Linked DNA regions of Mus musculus: region 2 is linked to region 1. A link is a contact called in public Hi-C data. All regions are on one chromosome and are shown on one strand. Each heading gives the region's core, a stretch centred on a gene start, on an enhancer-like site or on the middle of the called end of the contact. The rest is flanking DNA. Distances are from core to core; before and after follow the strand shown. Region 1 has its middle 49 kb from the start of Gm38875. Region 2 overlaps Atg7 (autophagy related 7).

The links. A called contact is a pair of places that touch in the nucleus more often than the background predicts.
Region 2: a Hi-C map of cortical neurons shows a contact between it and region 1, with 7 times the contacts expected there. The contact joins two enhancer-like sites. A contact is called at or near these places in 2 of 39 promoter capture datasets (the 3T3-L1 cell line and hippocampal neurons), 2 of 15 datasets of contacts at CTCF or cohesin (hippocampal excitatory neurons and pro-B cells), 94 of 484 Hi-C or Micro-C datasets (the 3T3-L1 cell line, 3T3-L1-derived adipocytes, the AML12 cell line and 54 more), 6 of 115 datasets of contacts at active chromatin or transcription factors (PVALB interneurons, astrocytes, fibro-adipogenic progenitors and 2 more) and 2 of 9 other capture datasets (adipose tissue and liver).

The regions. Positions count from the first base shown.
Region 1 is chr6:114,347,099-114,349,618 of GRCm38.p6, forward strand. No RefSeq gene overlaps it. Among named protein-coding and RNA genes, the nearest start is that of Gm38875, 49 kb to the right of the region's middle. Within about 2 kb of position 1,258, at least 42 of the 459 cell types and tissues checked have an H3K27ac peak or open chromatin away from gene starts, as enhancers often do. A contact at or near this core is called in cortical neurons, hippocampal neurons, neural progenitor cells and 1 more, where this site is marked.
Region 2 is chr6:114,691,632-114,694,151 of GRCm38.p6, forward strand. The region is part of intron 7 of Atg7 (autophagy related 7); the gene reads left to right. Among named protein-coding and RNA genes, the nearest start is that of Gm52917, 42 kb to the right of the region's middle. Within about 2 kb of position 1,265, at least 21 of the 459 cell types and tissues checked have an H3K27ac peak or open chromatin away from gene starts, as enhancers often do. A contact at or near this core is called in cortical neurons, hippocampal neurons, neural progenitor cells and 1 more, where this site is marked.

The sequences.
Region 1 (2,520 bases), core at 8-2,507:
CTCTGCCCTAGTCACAGTCAGCAAGCAACCTTGGTGTTCCAGAGCATAGATGAAAAGGACCTCACTTATTGTCTTATTTAAATGTTTGTTTGATACAAGGTCATCATAGCCCAGGCTGACTTTCAACTCTCTCTGTGGCTGAGTCTAAAGTCCCCCTGGTCTCACCTCGGCAGAGAGACTGGGCTCTGCTGGCCTCATAGGGCTTTGTGCAAGCACTGTACCATTTCACGGAGAGGAACTGCACCCATGGATGCAGTGTCTGTTGTGGTCCTAAAAATGACCCCCTCAAGTCCTAGAGGTGAATATTAGCACCTGAACATTTCCCCAGACCACAGTGTACCACTATGTACATAATATTTTTCTTACAGAGTACTGGGTTTTTTTGTAAAGAATAAAATACCAGTCTATCCATGGGCATCTCCTCTTCTTCCTCTTCCTCTTCCTCTCCCTCTTCCTCTTCCTCTTCCTCTTCCTCTTCCTCCCCTCCCTCTCCCTCCTCCTCCTTCTCCTCCTCCCCCTCCCCCTCCTCTTCCTCCTCCTCTTCCTCCTCCTCTCATTCTCCCTCTCCCTCTTCCTCCTCTTCCTTCTCTTCCTCCCCTCCCTCTCCCTCCTCCTCCTCCTCCTCTTCCTCCTCTTCCTCCTCTTCCTCCTCCTCTTCTTGTTACAGTTAGAAAACCCCACCCTGGAACCCCTACAGGGCGGCAGAGGCTATACCTTAATTATCTCCCCGACTCTCAGAGCTCAGGTAGTAATGGATGTTTGCTCAGAGCAGTGAGTACTTAGAGGAAGGCATGGTTATTTAAATGTGAACGGAAGAGTCTATAATTGAATGGATAAGCAAACACATCCGTGAGTAAGTGAAGGCATGAGTCACCAAATGAAGTGACAGATTACAGCCCCAGCAGGTCTGTGATTGGGTTATTCCAGCTCCGGCACCCTCAGACACCTGTGGTTGTGCTTGCAGGGATGCGCCTCTTCCTTAGTCGCCCGAGAGGAGAGGGGAGATTTGAAACTGCGCAGGTATTGCCCCCTCCAAGATGCCTCAGACCTGACTCCACTTTCTGAGCCAAGGCCTGGAATCCACCGCGGCTAAGGATGCCCAGAGAACTCTGAACAGCTCATCCCTGTATCCCTGAACTGTGGCTGAAGGTCAGTGGGAGGAGTAGGGTGTTTGCCACAAGGACAGGGCCAGACCTCCCACATCTTCAGAAGAAGGGAGACTTCTGGTGAGTCCATGTCTCCTCCTCCACACCCCAGCCCCACAGTGAGGGGGCGACAGAGCCATGAGCAGGAGCCAGCGGTTGCCATGACAACACATTAAGAGACGTGAAGCTGCTTTCAGTTTTCAGTTTCAGCTTCTGGAAAGGGGTCAAGCATGTGGGGCAGAGAGAAGAGTCAGGAGGGGGAAATCACAGCCACCCCCACTCAGTCTCACAGTTAACCACAGCCCAGTGCACTGTGTGCTCCGAGTCCCTCCTTCTGGTGTGTCACTTCCTAGGACACTCAAAAGGAACCTGAGAAGTGGTGATCCCACCTCATGGTCAGAAGGCTGGGTCTGAAGTCACTTGCCCACCCAGGTGGTAGCAGAGCTGGTTCTTGCATTGGGTTCCTGACTACAAAACCTTGTTTAACAGACCCAAAGATTCTAGAATCCCACTGGGTTAGGGCAGTACACTTTATTGGTCCATTAAACAAGACACTTACCCAGGAAGGTTCAGATCTACAGGCACTCAAGCAGAAAAGCTTCTAGGATTTGCTCATACATACAACAAAGCACATGTATGCACACACAGCAGTTATGTATGCGTGTGCACACATTCATGCCTATGCACATTCATGCTCACACATAGACACAGCTGCAATCACACAGGCAGGCACACACCTGTATATCCATGGAAGCAGATTTTAAAAAATGCTTCTTTTGACACGCAGCTTTGGAGTTCCTCCCCTCTTAAAATGACAGTCTGTTTCCTTAGCCACTGAACTTGGCTGTGTGATGATATTCTGGCCCATGCAAAATTAGCAAGCACAGAGTTGGGGAGATGGGTGGGTCTGTCAAGTGTTTGATTCACAAGTATGAAGACCTGAGTTAAGATCCCCAGGATCCTCATAAGATGCTGGGCATGGTGGCTTGTGCTTAGAACTCCTAATTCCAGTGACAGAGAGATGGGAGGCAGAAGCAAGCAGATCCTTGGAGCTTCCCATCCATCTAGCCTAACCTACTGGGAAAAATTCTAGGCCTGGGAGAGACCCTGTATCAAACAAAGGTGGAAGGTTCCTGAGGAAGGACACTCAAGGTTGGCCTCTAGTCACAGCACATAGGGCAGACCCACATGCTTGCATGCACCTTCACATATGCACGTGCACATACACATACACATAATGGAAGAATAACCCTGGGAACGTATATTTTCACGGTGTATTTGTATTTTCTCTCTCTCTCTCTCTCTCTTTCTCGTTCATTGCCTTCACTATGAAAACATGCCCACGATGTTAGAGGAGACCTCATTAAGTTCAGAG
Region 2 (2,520 bases), core at 15-2,514, 340 kb after region 1:
TGGGGGCCAGTCTGTAGTGATGAGCTGAACTAGACCTGAAGATGGGGCAGTGTGAGGTGATAAGCTGGACTGGAACGGGATGTGGGGAGATGATTGCAGCTGAGGGTGTCCATGGCGTTGCCGTGGTTACTGCTACTTGGTGATAGCGCCATTCTCAGTTGGTGCTGGATGCAGGTGAGAATCACTTGAGAGTTGAGAAAATTAAAGCTCAGGGATGTTCAGTCAGTTGCCATAGGTCACGGAAGAGTGAGCAGTACAGGACATTCTGCACAGGCCCACATTTTTTTTTTGAAGTCACACTTGGCAGTTGAAACTCAGATCTCCAGAGGAATGCTATTTTCTGGGTAGATGCTGGGCTCTTCCTAAATACGTCTTTTTTTTTTTTTTTTTTTTTTTTTTTTTGGTTTTTTGAGACAGGGTTTCTCTGTATAGCCCTGGCTGTCCTGGAACTCACTTTGGAGACCAGGCTGGCCTCGAACTCAGTAATCTGCCTGCCTCTGCCTCCCAAGTGCTGGTGCGTGCACCACCACCGCCTGGCCCTAAAATACGTCTTGAATGGCTCTTAGACCCTGTCGGGCTGAGCTTCACTGCACGCTGCTGTTCTGTCCCCAGCTGTGATCCCTGTGATTCTCTGTGATGTCATCCACAATTCTCCACAAGAAATGGATCTTTGAAACAAAACAAGTCAGCAACGTTCCTTTTCTCTGCCTCCCTCCTTTCCTCACTACCCCACCCTGCCCCCACTCCTTTCTTCTCTCCCTCCTTCCCCTCCTTTCTTCCTTCCATCTGTTTCAGTGCTAGCGGTAAGATGGAGTCTCGTAGTCCAAGCCGGCTTCCAACTCCCTCTGTAGCCAAGAATGATCTTGAACTTCTGATCCTCCTGCCTCCACCTCCTGAGTGCTAGGATTATAAGAGTGCACCGCTACTGCTACTCTGCGTTCTGTGGTGCTGTCGGTTGAACCAAGGGCTTCCTGAATGCTAGACAAGCATTCTGACACTATGTCTCCAGCCCCTCAACCCTTTCATTTTGGAGGCAAAGGAGAAATTTTCTTTCGGTCTCAAAATGAGTTAGCTGCAGTTAGCACACACCTGCTGACAGGGCCAGTGCTTTTTCCTCTTGTGTAAGCCCACTGCCTGAATGTAAGCCGTTCTGGTGTCACGGAACGAGGGAAGCCACTTTCTCTTCTCTCCCCACTTCTTGCTGCATGAAGGGAAACATTCAAAGGAGGGGCAGGTGGCAGTGTGGCAGGCAGCCAGAATAGAAGAGCTCAGGGAGATGCCTGTAATGCAGATCTCAGAGCCCTCCTGCCTGCTAGGCAGGAGAAGTCCAGTGTTAAGACTGACACCGAATGAATGCTAAGAGCGGACAGCGAAGGAAGTGGAGTTCGAGGCGCTGCACTGTGTTTCTGTATGCGAGATTCTGGTCTCAGTCACTCAGAGCTGTATGCGACTCTGCCATGGAACACCACTCAGTACTGCTAGTGATGGTTGTAGAATATCCACAGGCCAGGAAGAGCTGATGAGAGACAGCTTGAGCTCATTACTGTTTAGAAGTCGTAATACAAATATATTTGTATGAATAATAAAGTTAGGGGTAGTTATCTTAGCTAGGGTTTCTATCACTATGGAAAAGACCATAACCAAAGCAATTTGGGGAAGAAAGGGTTTGTTTCATCTTACAGTTGTAGTGTATCATGGAGGGAAATCAAGGCTGGAACCTGGAGTCAGGAACTGAAGCAGAGGCCATGAAGGGGTGCTGCTTCCTGGCTTGCTCTCCTTGGCTTGCTTGGTTTGCTTCCTACACATCCCAGGACCACCTGTCCAGGGGTAGCACTGCCAACATTGGGCTAGGATGGGCCCACACCAATCATTAATCAAGAAAACGCACTGCAGACCTGCCTAGGGACAAGCTGGCGGAGGCGTTTTAATTCCTCTTCCCAGGTCACTCTAGCTTGTGTCAAGTTGACAAGGGAAAAAATAGAAAGCCAGCCATGACAGTAGTTATGCATGGAGATATGGACAGAGGTTCCTTTAGCTGTTGATAATGTGGAATGGTTGTGGGTTTTTCCCCCAATCAGAATGTTGCTTTAGCTTCTGTTTTTGGCTTAGACCACATTGAGCATTCTGTGAAATAAATACATGAATATCTGGCTAATTTAAACAAAAAGTAGGACAGACCTAGGTATACTGGCACACACCTTTAATCTTAGCACTTGGGAGGTAGAGGCAGGCAGAGTTTGAGGCCAGCCTGCTCTACACAGTGACTTCCAGGACAGCCACTGTTATGGTGAAGCCCTGTTGCAAAAATGAGGCGTGGTGGTGGTAACATGGCTTAGTGGGAAAAAGGTGTACCGTGCAAGTCTGGTAACCTGAGTTCAATCCCCCGAACCCAAATAAACGTGGAGGAAGAGATCTGACTCCACACAGTTGACCTCTGACCTCCTCGTGCATGGTAGCACACACCCATTTATCCCCAAAGTACATCCATCTCTACCTCTCCCCCTCAACACACACAGAAAT